2 separate regions of the Gossypium hirsutum genome follow, and region 2 is linked to region 1. The links are chromatin contacts, called in public Hi-C maps. All regions are on one chromosome and are shown on one strand. The core of a region is the stretch at or near the end of the contact, and the rest is flanking DNA. Distances in the headings are between cores, read along the strand shown. Region 1 holds the start of LOC107951068. Region 2 holds the start of LOC107951075 (trimethyltridecatetraene synthase).

Region 1 (6,853 bases), core at 1,990-4,489:
GACGTCTGTAATCTGCAAACATAGCACCAAGACAACATAAAACAACTGATGTCAAGCAAATAGTTAAGTCTGCAGGTTACTCAAGCTGCATGATATTGCATTTCATACAAAAGGGGACAATTATATGGTATTGAGAAAAGGTTTCGTTGCTAAAAGGCGAATCTGATCAGGCAAAAGTACCTGAGAGCATCCAAAAAGTTTAAGCACCCTCAGCGATAAACAGCTATCTACAATCAAGCCCATAGCTTCATCAGTCAGATTTCGGCACCAAGATAGATCCAGACTAACCAGATTTCTTGAACGCCTCGCAAGTGATAAGGCTGTATTAAGACCAACCTAAAAAGGCTCATCCATTTATAAGAAATTAGAATAATACCATACAAAAACAAGCAAGAAGCCTTAAGAAATGGTTTTCTTTCTTTACTTTTTTTTCCCTGTGTGTAGGCGGGGAGTTATTGTATGTGCATGTCTACGCATATGTGTGAGAGAAAAGAGGAGAAGCATTAATCAAGTACCTTCCCAACATTGTTCAGTGCTAGCTCTTTCAAAACCTCCCCAGACATTTCAAGAAATGCAGCTATAGCATCATCACTATTGCAAGCAAGGGGAAAAAAAAGAAAGAGTGAATTCTACAGCTAATATAACAGAAATCATATTCGAAATATAAGAATGAAACAAACTCCAACGTACTTTCAAAATATTGGGTAGACTTGAGAAAGACAACTGCTCCAAACCAACCATATGGCTACCTCATTGATTAGACACACATAAAGGCACTCCACTCTTACATTATTACTCAATAAGACATGGGGGGAATACTTATTTATACAACGAATGCCTTGTGCCCCGTTGGAATAAATAGTAAAAAACGCCCATGTGCCAAACTCAACTATCACACAATGTCAACTACAAGGAATCAACTAGCAAAACACAATAGACGAGACCACAGCATAAGATTATATGACATAGTAAGTAAAAATAACCCCTCCCAGAAGACACGGTAAATACCTGAATGCATTGCGGCAGAGTTTCAATGACTGCAATGACCGACAACCACTGGCCAGGTAGCCGAAAGAAGTGTCTGTCAGTTTGGATATGTTACCAATGTCAAGTGCTCGTAAATTTGAACAGGTTTCCGCAATGATTTTCAAGGAAGAATCAGTTAATTTCCTGCAGGAAATTACAGTATCAAACATATTTAGGGATCAAAAGAAACTCAAAACCAGGGAACTACAAAAGATTTTAGATAAAACAAGTGATAAGTAAGCGTACCAACAATCCATCAAAATCAGTTCCTTGATACCATCGCCTCTTGCAATAAGAAATTCCTTGATAAAACTATCAGTTACAGACTCCAACCCTGCTACTGACAACACTTCCAAATGCTCCAGCTTCTTCAATGATGGCAGAACCAGCATTGCATCAATACTTTGGCAATCATCGATAAATAGTTCCAGTAGAACTGATGCCAAGGAGGTAGCTAAAATGTCAATAGCGCTGTGGGTAAGAAATGAACACTGGCTGAGATTTACAGATCGTAATGCAGGGGCAGAAGAAACAAGAGCACTAAGCCCAGCATCCGAAAGACGATATGCACCAGTCAATGACAAAGTGGTTAGTGCAGGCAAGCTGTTCGGCGACCGAGCTAAGGTAGAAGGTAAATTATAATCCGCTAAGCAGTGGCCACAGTAATCAAGTTGGAGAATCTGAATTCCAAAAACAATAAACTTTAGACTAGTCGCAAAAAGAATATCATGAAATGGACAAATAGCAATAACTCAATACGACGTGTAGATGAATATACAGCGTACCGTCAAGTTGATAGTGTCACACTTTTCAAAACATTGATTGAACTGTTCCTCAGTTAGCCATGAACAATCTTTGAGGCGAATTTCGATAGGGGATCCGTTAAGAAGGAGATCAAAAAAGTTACTATTCATTCGCCTCGAGTCACAGAGCATATGACAGAGCTTGTGTCTCAGAGCATCAGGCACATGAGCAAGCGAAGCAATCGCATCTGCATTATCGACAAGAACCCTCAAGCTCAAATCAAGCAATGATGGAGGCAGCCGCTTTGACCAGTCTTTTCTTTTACCCTTTTGAGGAACCCACTTAATTTGTAAGTACTGTACCTTGTCCGAGGAAGAACTCCCCTGTCTTACGTTAAAATTCGCTGCTCTATCCCTTATAATCTTCATAGCAGTAGAGAAAGGACCCGGCCAATCTTCAACACCCTTTTCTTCAGGTTCTTCGGACGGAATTTCGCTTTCAGCCTCCGTTGATAAAATGTTATCATCTTCTTCCTGGGTGCTGAAATGGGCAAATCGAGAAGCATTTTCCCTAGCCGTATCTCGAAACCGCTCCATTCTCCCCTGACTTGTTCTCCTATTATTCTTCTTACTTGGCTTTTCATTGGACAAATTCACTTCCTGTGCTAGAAGTTCAACGTCGGAAACTGAACCGTCAACTAAACTCTCATCTTTAGATTCCAAAGCACTTTCTACAAGCAATTTCCCCTTCCCTTTCTCTTCTCTACTATATCTCCTTTTTCCCTTCACATTCACTCTCTCCTTGCTTCTTTCCGGTTTCTCAGTATCTTCACTCTCTTCCACTAACATGCTTTTACCTTTCCTGTCAATTTCAACCTCTACATCGCCTTCGCTGCCGTTGCCGTCGCCAAATGGACCCTTCTTAGTAACCCTCTTCCCCGACCGCAAACTCAATACCCCTTCATCCTCGCCGCTCTCCAAACCGACATCGTTATCGGCACTCAACTTCCTCTTTCTCGAAACGTCACCGTTTCGTCGTTCGATAGGTTCCTCCGCCTCCAAAACACCATCCTGGCCGGCATTGGACGAAGCTCTCGTAGAAAGACGAAGGCTCCGCCGAAGTATGGGTGCGGAACCGGAAACTGAACCAAGAGTTTTAGGGGAGGGAATGAGTGAAGGCGGCGATGAACGAGTGGCGGGTTGTTCGCGGCCTTGCGTGGGAGTGGCGGGCGGGTCGATATTGGCCCGAGCTTTTAGGGGCTTGGGTTGGACCGGAAGGATTTCGCGGGATCTTAGGACCGGCATCGCTGCTGAAAGAAAATGGCGGGAAGTGAAAACGAACCAGTATGAACACTCAACAAAAGAATAATAGGGAGGAATCGTATTAAGAAAAAAGGGCGGCCTTTTGGTTTTTTAACAAATTTAGGGTTTTTCTGAAAGAGAAGCTTCTCGCGTACGCTTTTCTATATTAATTTTCCCGCCACATAAATGTCCTCAATATTACGGGCCTGAATCTGAATGGTCAGCCAGCTGGCTTTTTTATGTATTTGTTTTTGGCCCAAAGAGATGTGAAGAAGAAATAAAATAGTGAGAGGAAAAAAGAATGTATTTTTATTGATTAATCGGAATTTTTATAATATTTATTTATTAATTTATGTTTGTTTAATAATAAAATATTGATAACGTTCAACATGATTTAAATTTTAAATTTATATAGGATTTTAAAATATTTTAATTAAGTTTTTAGAGTATTAATATTAAATTAAATTAATTGTAAGTTTAAATTTATCATGAACATTTAAAATATGTTAATCTAATCAAATAAATGAATAATCTCTTTCCTTAAAAAAACTATATAATTTGCTGAATTTTAACTTTATTAATTTGTTTCTTTTAAGCATGCACTAACAACCTATTATTTTAGACCTTAAACATAACTATCTAATTAAATACTATACACTTCAACTCAACTTACCATATATAAGGTTTAGCATTATATATTAAGCTTAATTCAAATCAACATTAAAGAAATACTATCTTAATTCTAGTATATATTAGAAGCCAATCATGACATATCTAATCTAATCACATATATCATATATTGTTGTGATTATAGGGCTAAATAACGTCAATAGTCCCTTTTTTTAATAATTAGATTTAATTAAGGAAATAAATTGATTTAAATAAAAAAGCGAGTTCAACTGGACGAGCTTTCTGCATACGTATCAAGAAAACACGTCTAGCTGGACACGTTTTCTGGAAAACTCATCTAATCAGGCATGTTTTCCCTCAATGTTCAAAAAGGTCAAAAAGCAATGGCTTTTTTATCAGTGCCACGCCAACTGTAAAAAATAAAAATAAAAATCCAACAATAAGTTTTTTTACCCTATAAATACCCTCCAAATTTCAGTTTTTTCATTCACATTCTTCTCTCAACTCTCTCAAACCCTCTCAAGTCTCTCGTTTTGATCGTGTACGATATTTTCATTTAAAAATAATATTTTTATTAATTATCTCATATTGTATTTGTTCAAAATCTATTTTTCACGAATGACCGCCTCTCTAATCCACTTCAACAACAAGAATATTTCCACCACCCAAGTAGTAATGGTAAGACGAAAATTTAAATTTCATTAATTTCAATAAGGTTAATTTTATTTTTTTTAATTTGAAATTATTTTTATTGTGTAAATAGGCAGAGAATCGTGTTTTGAAGGGCTTCATTCATAACATCGGAAAGCTTGCGATCCCTGAAATTCTTGGCCACTTGCAAGCAGTTGGATTCTTACATGTGTCTTGCATGTTCGGGGGCTACAAACTTGATTTGGCACTTATCAACTCATTGGTGGAAAGATGGAGGCCCGAAACACACACTTTCCACTTTCCATTTTCCACTTTCCATACGGTGAGTGAACAATCACACTCAAAGACGTTGGAACTACAACTCTGTCTGCCAATGGATGCGCCAGTCATCACGGAATTAGCGATCGTTCCGGGTAAAGTGGACTTCTGCACATCACTGTTGGGGAAGGTTCAAGACAAGTTCGAAAGTGGTCCGATATCGATGAACTAGTTGAATGATAATTTCGACGAGCTCCTTGAATACTGAATAAAGGAGGTCATAGAACAGTACACTCAAGCATACGTCATGAGTTAATCTGGGGCATTTTAATGCTTGACAAATCTCAAAATTTGGTTCATGTAAGGTGGCTACCACATCGTGGACTTCAATAAGTACGGAAAACTAAGTTGGGGATCTATCATAGTGTCCACATTATACTGGGAGATGTGTTGGGCCACGATACCGAGTGCAACATCGATCGGTGGTTGCCTGCTCTTGTTGCAACTGTGGGCCTAGTGGCTACTATTATTTCTACGTCCCAAGGTAACCAACCCATACATGTTCCCTTTGGTGACGAGGTAAATATCATTTATTAACAAATATGTAGTCTATACAGTAAATTTTTTTATTATACGTTTTGACTAACATATCGCTTATATAGGTGGAACCGTGAGCCGAGTTATATGAGACTGCCTGAGGAGCTAGAAGATATTATATTGTTGTTAGACCAACATTTGAAAACCGAGGTTAGTTACTTATTCTTTCGAACCTATATTAATTACATAATGATTCGTAAAAAAAATTCATACATAACTATACTTACAATTTTACTTTTCTATTTGAATGGATGTTGTACACCGACACTAATGTCATATCTTACATCTTGCCAGAAATGTTGGATAATGGGCAGATGTGGGATGCCAAGGTGTCATTGGTAGTGTACACGATGATGGAAATGCACAAATCGGATTGGGTGTTATGACAGTTCGGGTGGAGGCAATGAATTTTGCTGTCACCGTGAGACTTAAAGAGTTGTACAATGGGAACATACGGAGGAAGGGCAATAACGACTAGGTGGTACAGCATAAGGAGCACATTGAGGCGTGGGATCGTAAGGTAATCTTAACTCATTCGCGAATTATTTTTTGCAGTGGACATGGCGGCATCTGATGATTACTTGGCATAATTCAAAGCTACCAGCAATTTGTATATGTTACAATTGGAGGTAAAAAGTAAACAAATTTGGGCAAAGAGGCAACATCGACCTCCACAATAGCGTAGGAGAGGATGCGATCGCACGACGGGTTCGTCATCCACTCTGATAGAAGATGCGTTACTTGTGGCTACGCAATATAAAGGTCAGTTCGCTCCACTTATTCTCGTTCAATTAAGTAGCCTTTTTTTTCATATGCACCATCATACTACAGACCACCGTCGCATGTGGTCAGTTTTTCTGTTCCTACGGGTACATATTCTGTGGCATTGACACCCCCTGCATACTACACCCCTATGCAGATGTCGATGCCAAACCCCATGTTAGGGCAGACGTTGATGTATGCATCGCCACCGATGAAAATACTGATACAGATGCCCATGCAGCAGTCAATGATAACATCGATGCCCGATACCTTTATGACGTACTCGGAATTTAAGAAATTTATGATTACACGCCTATAGTGACCCAAACATCATGCACATCATTGTTTTATAGGGGTGGCTCATTATTGCAACCACCAGACACGATAATGGCAGATACACGATGAATGGCGAGGATGATGCAGCAATCAACCATAGAAGAAAATGATTACGTTGCGAATCCTAAAGAAATGATTGTTCAAGGGGTCGTACTAGATACATATTCAGGCGATGATGACGACGATGTGAAGTCTACAGGCCCATACCTCCAATTACACTCCGGTTGAACCTTTTGCTGTACGGCTGGTTGTATGTAGAAATCTTCCACGCAACCGTCGTCCACCGCCATGCTGCACACATTCTCCCCAATTACACGGTTGAGTATATTTTTTCTTATAAATATTGTAATGTAAATATAGATATGTCATAAATAAAAAATTAAACTTATTCATTCAAATAATATATTTGTCTTTATTACTATCTACCATGAGTTATGCGTAAGTTAATAATAACTAATAAATTAAACCAATGAAAATATGTGAAACACACTAATGAATTTGAAATTTAGTAGAAAGTAATATTAACGATGTTGAGGCCCTAACGTATC
Region 2 (6,853 bases), core at 2,286-4,785, 320 kb before region 1:
TATTGGATTCAATCCTAAGTAGACAATATAACTTGTAGTGGACCGTCTGTCTTCGACTGAAGAAACCCAACCTGCATCAGAGTAACAGACCACCAGCTTGAACTGTCCCTGTGAGAACCACACACCATGCTCCACAGTTCCAACTAAGTAATTTAGAACGCATTTAACTGCTCGTCAATGAGTTTCATTCGATGCATTCATATACTGACTAAGTTTATTAACACAGTATGATAAGTCAAGCCTCGTAATACACACATACTGAAGCAAGCCAATAGTACTTCGATAGAGATGACTATCTGCAAGGGCCGAACTATCGTCAGAGGCCATCAGCTTAGGCGTGCCGACCATAAGAGTAGGAGTAGCAGCTGCACCTTCCATTTCTGTCTTTCGCAGTATCTCCTGAGTGTATTTCTTCTGATTGAGAAACAGCCTTTTTGGTGTAGACTGAACTTCAATACCAAGGAAGTAGTTTAGTTGGCCCATGTCTTTGAGGGCAAATTTGTTATGAAGCTGAAGCACCACACTATCGATGTCCTGACTTAAGCTGCCAGTAATTACTATATCGTCTACATAGGCCATAAATAGTAAGTGGCAACCTGAGGACGTGCAAATAAACAACGATGGATCGGCCTTCGAGGCATGGAACCCGAGCTTGTCGATCAGAAAATGTTTGAGCGTGTGAAACCACGCACGAGGGGCTTGACTCAATCCATACAGTACTTTGTTCAACTTACACACCAGCTTTTGACCATTGGAGCTGGGTACCCCAAACCCAGGTGGCTGGTCTATAAATATCTCTTCAGTCAGCTTCCCGTTTAAGAACATGTTATTCACATTAACTTGGTGCAAGGACCATCCCTTCATTACAGCAACCGCCAGAATGGTCTTAATAGTGACTGCTTGAACCACTGGACTGAATGTATCTCTGAAATTAGTCCCTGCATGTTGTGAGAAACCCTGTGCCACGAGCCGAGCTTTGTAACGTTCCATAGTGCCATCAGCTTTCTGTTTGACTTTGAATAACTATTTACATCCAATAGTTCGACGATGTGAGGGCAAGGGGCAAAGAGTCTAGGCATTGTTGCGCACGAGCGCATGCAGCTCATCATGTACCGCAGGGGGTGGTTGATGCATGAGGTTATTTTCATTTAAATCCCTAAATTTCAAAATTTTCACAATTTAGTCTCTAATACTCAAAATTTACAATTTATCCTACAATTCAATCCTTTTTCATTTCTAGCTTAAAAATCTATCAATTTAGTCCTTAATACTCTAATTATTCAACGGAGACAACATTTAAAAACTCAATAATTTCTAAAATTTTGACATGGGTCGGGTAGTATTTAGTTCTAGGATTCTAAAAACATAAAAATTATAAGAAAAGAAACTAAATTGACTCACCAATTAAGCTTGGAACCTTGAAACCCTAATTTCTCCTTCTTACTCATTTTCTTTCTTTCATTCTCTATTGATTAAGGCTTAATTGCTTTTTTAGTCCCTTTACTTTTCTTTAATTTATAATTCAACTTTCACTCTATATGCAATTTAGTCCTTTTACCTAATTACTCTTAATTCAAGCTAATTCACCTAACCAGAATCTAATTAACTACACAACTTACGAGTCTATTTTACGAAAATGGAGACCCGAAAATACACTTTTTGAATACCTGTGACTATCGGGTCATTACACGTAATCCACTATGAGAGGATACAATTCACCCTTTATTGGACTATGAATTTCAATATTATCAATGAAGTCATTCCATGCAAAATTCGTATACCTAACGTACCAGCGTTTGGATCAAAGTATATCAGTCATGCACACATAGTCAAGTACTTACTTAGAATTAAAGTAAGACACACTATGAACATCACAAGAGAATAAATCTATAAATGGACCTAGGATTAATTTAACTTGGGTAATATCTAATGTATTGCCAATCCAAATAATCACACCTATGTTTCTATCTTATGTGAGTCATCTACTCTGTTACCCAAAACAAGATATCTCTCTAATTGGACTTGATAGACGTCATAATGGTTTTTGAATCAATTTGCTTAGTTTCAATTCATTTGACTATGAACCATTTAATTTAGCTACTAATATAAATTGTTTTCTCACATTATGATCTAACCACATAATACAACTTAATGTTAGTTAAACGTTAAGCAATTAGTGAGCCAATATTTGTTTATTCATTTTTATTTGCGTACAAAAACAATTGAGGACAAATATAAAAAATATTAATGTGAATATAGATTTTTTATTAAACCAATCTGATAAAAAAAATTACATATATATATTTGACAAAAAATTACATTAAGGGCACTAGATTCCAACAACCACAGATTCTTGATTCAATATATTCAATTGATTTGACTACTAGACCAATAATAATTAAATAATTAATTAAAAATTCATAAAAATTTAAAATAAATAAAAAATAAAAAAATTACTAGTCCTATTCAACCTGTTCAACTGTCAATTTTTGTCCTAAATTTTTATGTTTACCAATTTCAAGCTGTTTTCAATTTAACTAGTCCAATTACTTTGTTTTGACCATTGTACCAATCAATTCTCGGTCTAATTGGTCCAAGCTACTGATTCGATCTTGTTCCAGTAACACTAATCACATCATCAAATCTTGATTGAATCCAAGTTCATGGGTAAAAAATGGATCTAATTATCAAATTCAGGCACTAAAGTAGACAAAAAAGCATAGATATGCATAGATATCAAAGTGAACCTAACTACCAATTTCAGGGGGTAAAAATTTATATTTTCCTTTTAATTTTTTTTCTAATACCAACTATTTTCCTTTCTTTGTTCTCTTCCCAACATTTATGAAGGAGATCTTCTTGAACTTAGATAAAAACTTAGAAGATAATTGTGAAAAAATTGAGTACTATGCTAATAATGTATTATGGTATAAATAACTATACTTTGTATTTTTATTCATCAATAAGTTATTTATCATGTTAAGACTAACGTCGAAAATGATAATAGAAACGATCACGAAACAATAAGAAAAGAAAAAAAAATATAGATTTTATATGGAAAACTCTTTCGGGAAAAATCACGAGCAGAGCAAAAGAAAATCGAATGATAAAAGAGGGGTTTCGGTTACATCTATTTAAAGGTTGAAAAACCTTATTCTAATCAATGTTAAATAAAAGAAGTGTAATTCTATACGAATTTTTTTTATTTTACAAAGATTCGAGTCACACAACTTTAACATATCATATTTCTTAAAAGTCTATATTTATAAAATTCTACTTTCATAAATATTAAAATCTTAACCTGAATTAAAAATCTTATTTTAATGCACAACCCATTGATAATAAAAAAAAACATTTAAAATAACTTACTTGTCCATTTTCACTTGATTTAAAAAGGTAAGATCTCAATTGTCGAAGCAAATCCTGTTTGAGTGCGACTGCTATTAGAGTTGGACATGTTTTATTTAAAGAAAAATATTTTAAAAGTGAAGTTGAGGAGGCTTCACGTATAACATATTAACAACTCACAGAAAATAAATTTAGTATCTTCTTTTATTGTACAGTCATACCAGACATCACATGATTAACGTGTAACATATTAACAATTCACATTATATTATCACATAACTCACAGGAACTCAACTTTAAATACCTTTGAGAATTAGTAAATATTCCCCAATTCGCAGCAGTAAAACTCTCCTCTAATCAATGGAGTCTCCGTCTTGGCTTGTTCTGTCCATAGCATGGCTAGCTTCTCTAGCCTTTCTCTCCAAAATTTTCAATGACTGGCGATGCAAACAACTGAGGTTTCCACCAGGTCCCAAACCCTGGCCTATCATTGGCAACCTTAATCTCATCGGGTCCCTCCCGCATCAATCTCTTCACAAACTATCCCAACGTTACGGGCCATTGATGCAGCTCAAATTTGGTTCCTATCCTGTAGTGGTTGCCTCATCTGCAGTGATGGCTAAGGAGTTTCTGAAGAAACATGACCATATCTTTGCTTCTAGACCCCAAACTGCGGCCGGCAAGTACACTACTTATAACTACTGCAATATCACATGGGCACCGTATGGACCATACTGGCGCCAAGGCCGCAAAATTTACCTGAATGAGCTATTCAGCTCGAAAAGACTCGAGTCCTTCGAGTACATCCGAGTCGAGGAAATTCAAGCTTTTGTCTCCCGCCTGTATAGATTATCAGGGAAGCCGATTGGGGTTAAAGAGCAGCTCTCACGTGTTACTCTCAGTATTATAAGCAGAATCGTATTGGGAAAGAAGTACTTCAGTGAGAAGAGCGATGATCGGCTTGGATCGAATTCGATAGTGAGTCTGCAAGAGTTTCAAGAGATTCTAGACGAGTTGTTCTTGTTGAATGGAGTGTTGAATATTGGGGATTGGATACCTTGGCTAGACTTTTTGGATTTGCAGGGCTACGTGAAACGAATGAAGGCTTTGAAGAAAAAACTTGACCCATTTCACGACCATGTGTTTGATGAACATAAGCAGAAAAATAAAGAATTATCCAAGGATTTTGTGACACAAGACATGGTGGATTTATTGTTACAGCTAGCTGATGACCCTGATAGTGAAGTTAAGCTCACTTATGATGGTGTAAGGGGGTTTACACAGGTATCTATATTCTGCTCATTCATTCTATGTTTCCCATTTCTTTTTCCATTGCCAACGATAAAAAATAACACAGTAAAAAAACTATAATCAAGTAAAATGATGCAAATGACTGAAAGACGACAAAAAACTAGTACAAAAAGTCGATCGATTTTGTTCTAAACAAATCTTTCAGCTACTAGCAACTAATTATTTTGCTTATCTCACCTCAGGTTTATGTTGTAGATAGGAGAACTTAGGTTTGATAGAAACAACTCTAATTTTCTTCTCCAAATATATATAAAAACAAAATAAATAATTTGTTACAAAAACATGATGTCATGCGTCGTTTAATAATTAAACTAAAAACCAAACAGAAGTGTACAATAAATGATTCAAACATCATGTTATTTTTAAATGATATGTTCCCCTAATCATAATGTCCACTTGAAGAAAAATATTCTGATAGGCGAACCTTTATGCCCATTCCAAAAGAAAAACAATGACTAAAGGTTGTCTAATTGAACTGTTCACAGTGTAGTGCATCCGAAATTGATCGATTAAGTGAATGGAGGAGTTCTAGATTACTAAAAACTCGAAATAACTCGCAAAACTCTTCCGCATAATTGCAAGCTAAAGAGATGCCTATAAATTTGCTAATCGATGATTAAAATTTTTTATTTGATGGTAGGATCTGATAGCTGGAGGCACAGATACGTCAGCAACAACAGTGGAATGGGCAATCTCTGAATTGATCAGGCAACCACAACTCATCAGACAAGCAACCGAAGAACTCGACAGAGTGATTGGGAGGGAGAGATGGGTAGAAGAGAGAGACATCCAACAACTTCCTTACATAGATGCAATCATGAAAGAGACAATGAGGAAACACCCTGTTGCTGTATTGCTAGCACCACACTTGGCCTTGGAAGATTGTAATGTGGCTGGATACCATATTCGCAAAGGAACTAGAGTCTTCGTAAATACCTGGAGCATAGGAAGAGACCCGCTCCTATGGGAGCAACCCGAGGAGTTTCGCCCTGAGAGGTTCATAGGGAGGAAAATCGATGTGAAGGGCCAAAATTTTGAGCTGTTGCCATTTGGTTCAGGGAGGAGGATGTGTCCTGGCTACAGCCTTGGACTAAAGATGATTCAATCAAGCTTAGCGAACTTGTTGCATGGCTTCAATTGGAAATTGCCTGACAATACTAAAGCAGAAGAGTTGAGCATGGATGAAGTTTATGGATTGGCAACACCAAGAAAGTTTCCACTTGATGCAGTTATAGAGCCTCGTCTGCCCCTTCATCTTTATAATGTCTGAAATCTTGGTATTTTTCTACTAGCTTTTGATCATATATATTTCCACACCTAAGAAGCCTCCTCTGATAGAAATCAACTTTCCGATGTAACATTTATGTACTTGTATTTGATTATGAACTAATTAGATGCATCGTTTTTGAGGTTAGGCTATGCTATAACGGGTTTGATTTAAAAAAAAAAAACATTCTAATAAATCAAAAGTGATAAAAATTTTAATACTCTTTAAATTAAATCTTTTAAATAGAAAAAAACACTTGTCAATTCAAATCCAAATTTAATATATAAAAAAAATGTCAAAAACAAAAATAAATCATCATGCGAATTGGGGGAGGGGATGCCATTGAGCCATTGACCACAAAAATCAACTCAAAGCTTTTAACCACCGCCTCTTTTGTGTTATTGGTTTTTGAAAGATTTAATATTGTATATATTTTTAAAATTTATTACTGTAATCTTGAATTGTGAGATATATTTTTTAATCTTTTAATCTGAAAAGTTTTTATATTATAAAAGTATATAGCTTTAGTTAGTAATAAGATAATACCATATCATCAATTTTTAAAAACTTATTAATATTATTATACATCTATCCATATATTAAAATAATTAATTTAAATCATCATACAAATTGATAACAATGGGGTAAGCAAAATTTAAATTTCGAATTATTTGAATCGTGTTAATTGAGTCAACACGATTTTCTTTTTCAAATTTCGAGTTTGAATTAAGTTGAGTTTTTGAATTCAAATAACTCAAATAATTCAAAAAAACTGAATACCAAACCACCCCCACCCCTTCTGCCCCACCAACTCTTTTATTAATAAGATATTCATAACAATTTTTTATTTATCGTATTTATAAATTTTTTTTATTGAATTACTATGACGAAAAATATTTAAAAATTAAGAATTGTTAAACCAATAAT

Evidence for each region. Hi-C and Micro-C count contacts between places; a contact is called where the count stands out from the background.
Region 2: a Hi-C map of leaf shows a contact between it and region 1, with 2.6 times the contacts expected there. The contact joins the promoter of LOC107951075 here to the promoter of LOC107951068 in region 1. A contact is called at or near these places in 2 of 34 Hi-C or Micro-C datasets (both in leaf).

What each region holds. Positions count from the first base shown.
Region 1 is chrA06:20,245,787-20,252,639 of Gossypium_hirsutum_v2.1, reverse strand. It overlaps LOC107951068, which reads right to left and starts at 3,239. Exons shown (of 6, transcript XM_016885966.2): 1 at 1,812-3,239; 2 at 1,273-1,706; 3 at 1,009-1,170; 4 at 516-591; 5 at 181-336; 6 at 1-12. The coding sequence starts at 3,074.
Region 2 is chrA06:20,566,537-20,573,389 of Gossypium_hirsutum_v2.1, reverse strand. It overlaps LOC107951075 (trimethyltridecatetraene synthase), which reads left to right and starts at 3,535. Exons shown (of 2, transcript XM_016885980.2): 1 at 3,535-4,632; 2 at 5,300-6,073. The coding sequence starts at 3,709. The coding sequence ends at 5,929.